Regions from separate parts of the Canis lupus genome. Here region 2 is linked to region 1. A link is a contact called in public Hi-C data. All regions are on one chromosome and are shown on one strand. The core of a region is the stretch at or near the end of the contact, and the rest is flanking DNA. Distances in the headings are between cores, read along the strand shown.

What was found. A called contact is a pair of places that touch in the nucleus more often than the background predicts.
Region 2: a Hi-C map of blood shows a contact between it and region 1, with 2.3 times the contacts expected there. The contact joins the promoter of ZBTB16 here to the enhancer-like site in region 1. A contact is called at or near these places in 3 of 9 Hi-C or Micro-C datasets (amygdala, blood and liver).

Annotation. Positions count from the first base shown.
Region 1 is chr5:19,205,738-19,210,310 of UU_Cfam_GSD_1.0, forward strand. The region is part of intron 3 of ZBTB16 (zinc finger and BTB domain-containing protein 16); the gene reads right to left. Among named protein-coding and RNA genes, the nearest start is that of ZBTB16, 97 kb to the right of the region's middle. Within about 2 kb of position 3,209, at least 8 of the 20 cell types and tissues checked have an H3K27ac peak or open chromatin away from gene starts, as enhancers often do. A contact at or near this core is called in blood, where this site is marked.
Region 2 is chr5:19,303,464-19,308,005 of UU_Cfam_GSD_1.0, forward strand. ZBTB16 (zinc finger and BTB domain-containing protein 16) reads right to left here and starts at 1,700. Exons shown (of 7, transcript XM_038536116.1): 1 at 1,551-1,700.

The DNA.
Region 1 (4,573 bases), core at 1,959-4,458:
TCCCTTCCATTGGATCAGGACAGGGGAAAGCACGAGAGAACCAATCCAGTTTCTGGCCCCAACCCCTCCAGCCCTTTCCCCGCCAGACAGATGACCGAGGCCCCCGATGATAAGCCCTGGCCACCCCATGCTGCTGCTGGAATCAGGAAATCCATCAGCCAAGGCCATATTCCTTCCCAGTGCCTCAGATATGGGGAAGAGGCTGGTATCAGGGGAGCTTTCTCAGCAGCCATGGTTCACGGTGCCCAGAGAGGGCAAGAGGATTGGGGAACAGGGGGGCCGACCTCTGGCAGGACCGGACTTCCAGAGAAAGGTCACCCCTCCCCAAGGCTAGAGGCAGGGACCTGTCTGCCCTCCAACCACACCCTAGGATCATCAGGCATGCCATTTCTCCAAGGGGGTCTGAGAAATCCTATACTCCAGGCTAGTCTACTTCAAAAAACCCATCGTTCTTTCTTTCCAGGAAAAAAAAAAAAAAAAAGTGTTACTCCCTTGCTCAATCTTTGATTGGCTCCCCAGCACTGCAGGTAAAGTGCACAGAGCTTTGCTACTCAGGGGCCCCACAATCCTGCCTCTCGCTCCCTTCCAAAGCCTGCCGTCTCTCCCCCCACCCAGACACACCCTGCATATCCCAGACACTGCATGTCACCATGTGGCCTCTCCCACCAGTTCCTTTCAAAATTCCATTCTCGGCAGCCTACCACCCTCTAAAAGGGGCACCGTCCCCCTGTGAGTTCCTCCTGGAATTCCCTCCTGGTGCTTTGCGCACACCACCTTCTCTGATCATTACTTTATAATCAAATATCTCTCCTACTGGACGTAAGCTCCTTGAGGGCAGGGACGCTGTCAGCTCTCTCCAGTGCTAAGGACACAGAACCTGACACACAGTCAGGGCTGAGTAAATGTCTGCTGGCTGCAAAAATGAATGACACTCCCAGAATAGGGGCAGGCCACAGAAACAGGCAGGCCTCTAAATAGCATGCAGTCAAGTCCCAAACAGGGGCAAGCAGTTCTGGGTGTGCTCACTTGTAATCCACCAGTCCTGAAGCCAAGCGGTGGGAAATCCTACCTAATGGGAAACCTTATACCAGCAAGTCCCAGAACCAACCGGAGTCACCGCCTGGGTCTGTGGTCTGTGCACAGCCATCCCAGAGCTAGGAATCACCACTTAAATGAGAACAAGGAGTGGCAAGGAGATGCTCTGGGGCCAATCCCCACAAGGGATGGAGAAGCAAAGGGTGGGGAGGGAGACGTCAGAGTGATCCTAGGACACGGAGGGGCTTGGGTTCCTGCCCTGCTCACTGCCACAATCCTACACCCCATATTCTCCTTGGAGAAGGAGCAGCTTTGCAAAGCCTCCGAGATGGTCCTGCTTCCCACCTGACCTCCTTTCCCAAACCCGCCTCTGAGAATGCAGGGCGTGGCCGGATCAATCTCATTAGTTAATGAGTTAGGTTATTGTTTGTTAATTTAAACTTATTGTTATCATCAGGTATATCTCATAAACACTTGATTAGTTAACGCATTCAAATCGAAATAAAAACTTCAATTAAACTGAACATTCACTACTACCATTTAGGGTCTTAAAAAAGGAAGAGATAGAGAGAGAGAGAGAGAGAGAGAGAGGAAGAGAAAGAAAGAATTGTCTCCAAGAAGGGCCTCCTACAGGGCAAACTTCTAATTAAACAAATTGTCAATTTCAACACAATGAAAACTGATTTAGGAGTGTAAATTTAGTATTCCAGTCACTGAAAATAAAACCTCACATTGTCAGCCTCATACAGGCTGATTTCCTTGGATGGGGAAATGCAGAGGACAGGAAGACAACGTGAGAAAGTGGGAAGAGCCCAGAAGGAAGAACAAGCGAGAGCATTTTATCCTTTCATAAATAACCTCTCCGCAGATTCAATGTGGCCTGTTCTCCAAGCATCGAGAAACTCTTGTCTTGCCTCCTCCTTCACCCCACCCCTACCAGATTAGAAAAAAAAAAAAAAATTAATCGTGTATGATGACAAACTTGGCTCAGCACTCACTGTACACACTGTACCCACAAGGCTGGCGCCCAGCCAGGCCTGGCCCAGTGCCAGAACTACAATAACAAACACAGGCCATGCTAGCCAAGAGGGGGTGGGGGCAGCCAGCGCGCCGAGCAAGGAAGTGAGTGAGGAGCACCGTTCAGCTCCACCGAGCAGAAGAAAACAGCAGGAATGTGCCTGTCCTAGGCAGCGACATTTAGGGGAAGCCAGGGGCACCATGACCCGCACCCAGGTCCCAGAGTCCCTTCTCCATGGCCTGCTCCTTTAAAAAAAAAAAAAAAGAAAGAAAGAAAGAAAAAAAAAAGGTCCCCACAGTTCTGGAGGACCGATTGTTCTTCGAGGCTCTGCACTGCTGCTCCAACCCTTGGGTGACTGTCTGTAAAGTGGGTCGGCACCGTGGGCCATTCTTGCTGTGGGCTCCCAGCAGGGAGCCTTCCAGACCCAGCAGCCAGGCAATCCCGTGGCATCTCACCTACAGCTCCTCTGAAACATCGCACAGTTCTGTTATTGTGGGGCTGGGAGAGAAGTCAGATGGTGTAGAACCAATCCCTGCTTCTGCCACGGGCATCAGAGAGAAGGCCTAGACCGGGCACGGCCAGCCCTGAACCCCGATGCCCCCCCGGGGGCCTTCACCGCTTCTCAGGGGGTGTGAACAGCTCAGGAAGTGGTCTAGCCTCTCTAAGCCCTTGTTGCTATTTTCTGATCAAGAAGACATCCCGGCACAGGGGTGAGAGGCAGGCGGGATGAGAGAGAGACCCAGCAGAGAAGAGAAACAGCAGAGTCTTAAGAAGCCTATGAGTGATCTGCAAAGGCAGATTAAAGCACTATAATGACCCTCACACCTGCCCCGTCACCAAATCCTCCTTTCCAAGGGCACTGGCAAGTGCATTTCGGAAAGACAAGTCACTCGGCACAGCCAGACTGCAGTGTTGAGGAGGACAGGTATGGAAAAGAAAGCCCAGGGAGACGGGACCCAGCTGCCCAAGCTGGCACAGTACCCGGGGGACCCCCAAGTGGCATCTCAGCCAGGACGGGAGCACGTGGCCTCAGGTGGTGGCTGGTTCCAGAGCCATCTTGTCTCAACTGGGGAGCTCTGGGCCCACGGCAAGTGTGTAGGCAGTGCCCCCCTCTCTGCCGCTCCCATGTGGCACCACCAACGCAGCAGGAACTGGCTCACATGCTCAGCCACTACTGGCCGGCGGGCTCCTGGCTGCCCCCCATGAGCCCCTGGGGTACAGTCTCAACTGTTCCTATTGCAGGAGGAACCTGGTGGGAGACTGGAGTTCTCCTGGCTCGTTCCTAGTCCTCCTGGCTGCACTCATCCATCCAACCAGTATCTACCAACTACAACAACGTGTCAGGAAATGTGCTGTGTATAATGGGGACAGACCCCACCTCCCGTAGTTGACAGCCCACCAGAGGAATAAAAGGGGAGGGGAACTGTATTTACTGAGAGCAGATCACAGGTCAGGCCTAGTGCTAAGTGTCTGATGGGAGCCTCACAGCATTTCTGAGGGTCGAATGCTCCCATCTTACAGATGAGGATACTGAAAAGCTTACATTTCTTGCCCAGCATCTTGGTCAGGAGGTAGGTTTCCAAATTTCTCTCCCGGCCTCCCAAGTAGGGGGATAAGGCAAGTCCATAAATAACCAGAGGACAAAGAGGAAAGACTGTGCCCGGAGAGCTCCAGATAAAGACATACAAACACCTTAGAAGGCGGCATGACTGATCCTGGCTGAAGATGGGGACATGTGGAGGATGGCGTTGCATAAGGGATCTTAGTAGATCTGACAAGACTCAGGAAGGGTTATTCCAAGCTGAAGGAATGGGATGAACAAAGCCACAGAGCTCAGGAAGCAAGCTGTGTCAGTCTGCACACAGCACAGACCAACAAGTAGATGGGTCTGGCTAGAGTGCTGGACTCAAGGAACGGGTAAGGAGAAAGGATGCTCACTGGGCCAAGTTCCGGAGTGGGCAAGGAAGCTTTAACCACAGGCTGCAAAGTGCATTACCCGCATGGAAGTGTCCAGCACCACACAGTGAGAGACCACACAGGGGCCCGCAGCAGCGAGAGCCTAAAACGCAAGACCCACACTCTGCACTTGGGGGGTGGCCAAGCTGGCTGGCAGATAGCTTCCAAACTCCACACTGAACCCCAAATGACCTATAAGACTAGAGGGAAACAAAAAGATACGAGGTGAGTTTTTTTTTAAAAACTGAACAAAGGAAGCAGATGCCGGACACGGGGGCGTCTGGACTCAGAGGGCTCTGGGCCAGTGTGGGAGAGGTGGGCAGGATGAGGACAGTTCAGGGGAGCCAGGTGGGTGTGGGTGACCCTGCAAGGAGGAGGAACGGAACACACATCGATGTGGGGACAGAGTACACAAGCTGGGACAGCCAGCCACCTGGCGTGACACAATCCCTGGCCCTGGACCGGAGAAGGACAGAAAGCACAAAGGATTAGGGAACTTAAGGAGGAGCCATGGAGGCCCAGGAGAGGGCATTCCATGCCATGCACAGCCACGCAGGCTCTGGC
Region 2 (4,542 bases), core at 450-2,949, 96 kb after region 1:
GGCTCGGGCTCCGGCTCCGGCTCCGGCTCCCGCCGCCCCGCCGCCCCGCGGGTACAAAGCCTCCGGCTCTCCGACCCTCCGCCCGCGCCCTCCGCGCCCGCGGGCCGCTCGGCCCCCACCTCCCGCCCTGGGGAGGCAGCTGCGCCCAAGCTGACAGCCGGGCCCCCCCGCAGCCGACCCCCAGCCCGCGGCGGCCGCAGCAGGAAGGGAACGAGCCGAGCGAGGCGCACAGCCCGCGGCCGAGCGGCCGGAGGGAGCGCGCCCCCCGACCTCGCCGGCCCCGGGGCGCCCCGGCGCGCGCCCCCGGCGAGCGGTGCGCCCCCGCCGGCCCTCACTCACCGCCGCCGAGCCGGGCGCCGCGGGTGGGTGTGCGCGCTCGGGGGCGTGTGCCGCGTCGGGGACGGCTGTTGCTGGGAACTGTTGCTCTCGTCTCACGGCGGCAGCGGCGGCAGCGCCCGGCAGTTCGCAGTACCCGCTCTCATCGCCCTCAACTCCTCTCTGCTGCGAGGTTAGCAAATCACCACCGGCTGCGGCGCCTCCGCCGCGTCCCACGTCAACGCCGAGCCCCCTCCCCTGCGAGGCCCCGGCGCCTCTCCATCTTTAGTGCTGGCGGCCGAGCCCGGCGCGCTGCCCACAGCGGCCCCCCTTCCCTCCCCCCTCCCGCGCCGTCCCCGGCCTCAGCCCGCCCACCCCACCCCACCCCCCCGGACTGGCCGAGCCCGCGCGCGCTCCCCGCCCCACCCTCCCCTCCCCTCCCTTCCCCTCCCCTCCCCTCCCCGCGCTCCGCGCTCCGGGCTTCGCCTGACATCTAGCTGCTGCTGGGGCGCCGGCGGCCGCGCTCACCGCTCACCGCTCACCGCTCACCGCTCACCGCCCGGGCGGAGAGGGAGGAGGGAGCTCGCGGAGAGCAGTGCCCGGGACTCGGGACCCTTGGGGGGGGGGGGGCAGCTCCCACCTTCCACCCCAGGCTTTTTTCCTTTCCTCCGGGCGCGGAGTTTCGTCCCCGGCTCCAGTGTTTGCCCCAATCCCGTGTGTGTCATCTCGCCTTTCACTTTGCTCCGGGCTCGGGGCCGCCTCCCCGGGACCGCGACATCGGTGGCCGGAGGTCCCTTCCGCGGCCCGAGCCCAGGCCTTCTGTGCCTCCAGGCGCCGGGCATCCGGATCGCGAGACGCCTCCGGGCGCGGTTCCCAGGCCCTGGGGAGCTGGTGCCGGAGGGCCACGGGGATCAGCCGCCCAAGGGAGACCCCTCCCCCGTGCTAGCTGCCGGGATCCCGGGAGGCCGAGAGCAACTTTTCTCTCCCCGGAGTCTTGAGCATCCCCTGGGCTCTGCTCCCTTCCTTGCCCTCCCACCCCTAACCCCACCCCACCCCACCCCACCCCACCCCGGGAACCTGGTTGGAGACGGATCCCGAGAACCGCGTCCTGCTCAGCGCAAAGCCTTCAGGGGGCGAGTGAAAGCTGGAAAAAGCTCCAGAGCCCCCAAAAGAGCCTCTTCCTCTCGGCGGGCCTCTCCACCCCAAGGGGAGGGGGGGGAGTTGAGATCACTAACCTCAGGGTAGAGAAGCCAGAGGAAACTACCCTTCCTCGGGCGGTGGGCAGCGGAGAGACCCCTTCTAACCCCCTTTCCCTGGAGCTTAGCGGAGGTAGGGCGCAGGCAGGAGGTGGAAGCTCTCTCTTGAACATCAGCCTTGGTGGCTGGCTAACGTCTGGGATCGTTGGGGTGAGCCTGGTGGTGGAGAGCGCCCTCCCTGGGTCTCCGGACAGTCAGCCCTGGAGGTCATGCGGTCTTAGCCTCGCAGGGGCTTCACTCAGGGAGACCTGAATCCCCACATTCTGTCCCTGACACACTGGTGAGTCAAAGATTTGCTCAGGACTCACATATAATCACGGTGTTTGTCTCCGGTACTGCCCCAGATCTAGAGTCAGGCCCCAAGAACTGTAGGGTCATGGAAGGTGGCAGACACCAACTAGAGGCAAAAATCTGCTTCTGGGCCCCGGAAGGCCAGAGTGCAAAGTGCTCAGGATCACAAGAACAGGCAAAGGGGGAATAGTCCCAGGGACAGGCAGCTCCATTCCTGCAAGCATGGTCCTGTCTCCCAGCGGGGAAAGGGCTTCAGCCTTCTGTTCAGAAGACAGAAGAGGGCAGAGAAGGACGCTTCAAAGTGGAGGGAGGGAGCCAATGACCCTCTGATAGCCCTGAACACAGCAACACCTAACACATCCCTGGAAGGAACAGTCTGGTCCCCGGGTATCAATTCTGATTAACAATAGAGAGCCAGGGCAGCCCGGGTGGCTCAGCAGTTTAGCTCAGCAGTTTAGCGCCGCCTTCAGCCCAGGGCATGATCCTGGAGACCGGGGATCGAGTCCCGCATCGGGCTCCCTGCATGGAGCCTGCTTCTCCCTCTGCCTGTGTCTCTGCCTCTCTCTGTGTGTCTCTCATGAATAAATAAATAAAATCTTAAAAAAAAAAAAAAAACAATAGAGAGCCAGCTCGGTTATGGACTGTTTACCTAGCTAAGGTCTATGCTATCTTCAAGAGGAAGGCATTTAAAGAAAGTTAAGAAAGCACTGGTTGGCCAGGAGAGCAGGAGGAGAGGGATAGAAGAAGAGAAGAAAGACTCTGCTAGAGCCTCAATGGGAAAGAAGAAACCATCTTTGAACTTGGTAGAGTCTCTGCCCGGAGATGGTGCCTGTGCGAAGGTTGCTGCCCTGCCATCCACATCCACCTACCAGCCCCTCCTAAGTGCAGAAGCAGGAGAAGCACACAATTAACCCTTGATCTTAATCTCCTATTAATCCTCAAATCAGAGAAAGAGAGAAGCCTTGGAAACAATGGGAGAACAGGAACAATCCCTCCATGGCCCTGGGCCCCCCCCCCCATGCCATATTCACTCGATGTGAAAATCTCCCCTTGCTTCATAAACCCTGCCCATTAAAAAGCCCAGCCCTTGTTAGTAAGTGTTAAAGAGAGATTAATGCCTGAATTTAAGAGGTGGAGAAGGTAACAAAAAGGAGGAAGGCAGGCGAGGCTGTGGGCTGAGAGCCAGCATTGGGCTCCAAGCGTTTCCACTTAGCGCTGAAGGCTGGCTGCACAGCAGTTTGATAAGGTTTATTGGGCCCAGATAAAGCAGCAGCAGCTCCCCCACCAAAACTGGCACCATTTATAGCCAGAGCTATGTCCTTGGGTCCCCCGAAAGGCTGATGAGAATCCCCAGTTCAGAGATTTCATATAACGGCACCTAAAAACAAGCAGGATGGAAAATTATAGGAGAAAACTCTCTCTCTCTCTCTCTTTCACTCTCACTCTCTCTCTCTCTCTCTCTCTCTGATGTTCATGTATTAGTAGTGATTTTTTTTTATTTTTTTTTTTATTTTGCTTGAAGCGTACAGTAAGGGAAGCCGGGACAACCGTTCAGACAGGTCTAAAAATAGGAGAGACCTCAGTCTTCCGAAGAGATCATGCTGGAGACGGGAATAGAGGCATTGACCTTTGAATAGAATTCCATGTTAAATCTTCTTACTCCTTCATCTCCTTTATTCACATCCCTTCCATGGGTAGCAGCCTTTCCCAGCGCAGTTTGTAGAAGAGGGGGCTATGTTAGGTCTAAGGGATCTTATGGGGAAAAGATGGTGTGTGTAAGAACTCGTTCTGAACACAGACTATACATCTCAACACATTATCTATCTTGTGTTATTTAATCCTCGTTACAGCCCTATTCAGGCAGGTGCTATTATTTCCCCCCATTTCTCAGATGAGAAAACTGGGAGGTTAGGCGCCTTGCCCAAGACCACAGAGCTAGTTAATGAACATCGGAGCTGAGGCTTCAAATCAGACCATTCCAGAGGCAGAGCTCACGATCTTCACTTTTAGATTGTACAGTCTCTAGCAAGGTAGAAAAAGGAGAACAAGAGCTTCTGATTTTCCTTCTCCTCTTCCTCCATTGAGGCAGAGAGCTAGCAGCCAGGGAAGCCGAGGACTACGCTGGTCCCCCACTGAATTGGGCCACCAGGTCAACAGGCTTAGGTCATCTTCCCTGCCTCCTCAACGTCATCATCGCAGCCAAAAGTTGAGGAGGGAGTTTTGAATTACAATAAAACTTCAACCAAACAGATGCCCAGGAAGAAGGCTGTAGCTGCGTTCTGAGCATTCTGTATTCTGATTGAGTGTTAATGAAATGTTGCAACTCATTTCATTCCAACTCCTCAGCTGGAAAATAGTTGTAAAATTTAAAGGTAGACTTTGCTATCGTGATAAATAAATCAAGGACTCCTCCCTCTGGGGGAGAAGCAGCTACTTTGCATACTAAAACCTTGACAGGAATTGGGAATAAAGCCTGTTCACGGAGGGATGCGGGCAGTAAAGCCCCTGAATAGATGAAGTGTCCTCTGCGTTTGTGACCGCCACTGGAAGATGCACCAGGCTGTCACAGGCACTCTTCCCCCACTGGGGACTCTTGGGGGAATATACTGCAGACCTACTGTGGCCTCTCCTGGAGGCAAAGGACCTTACAAGGCTTCAAGGTCATGATTACAGATATTTA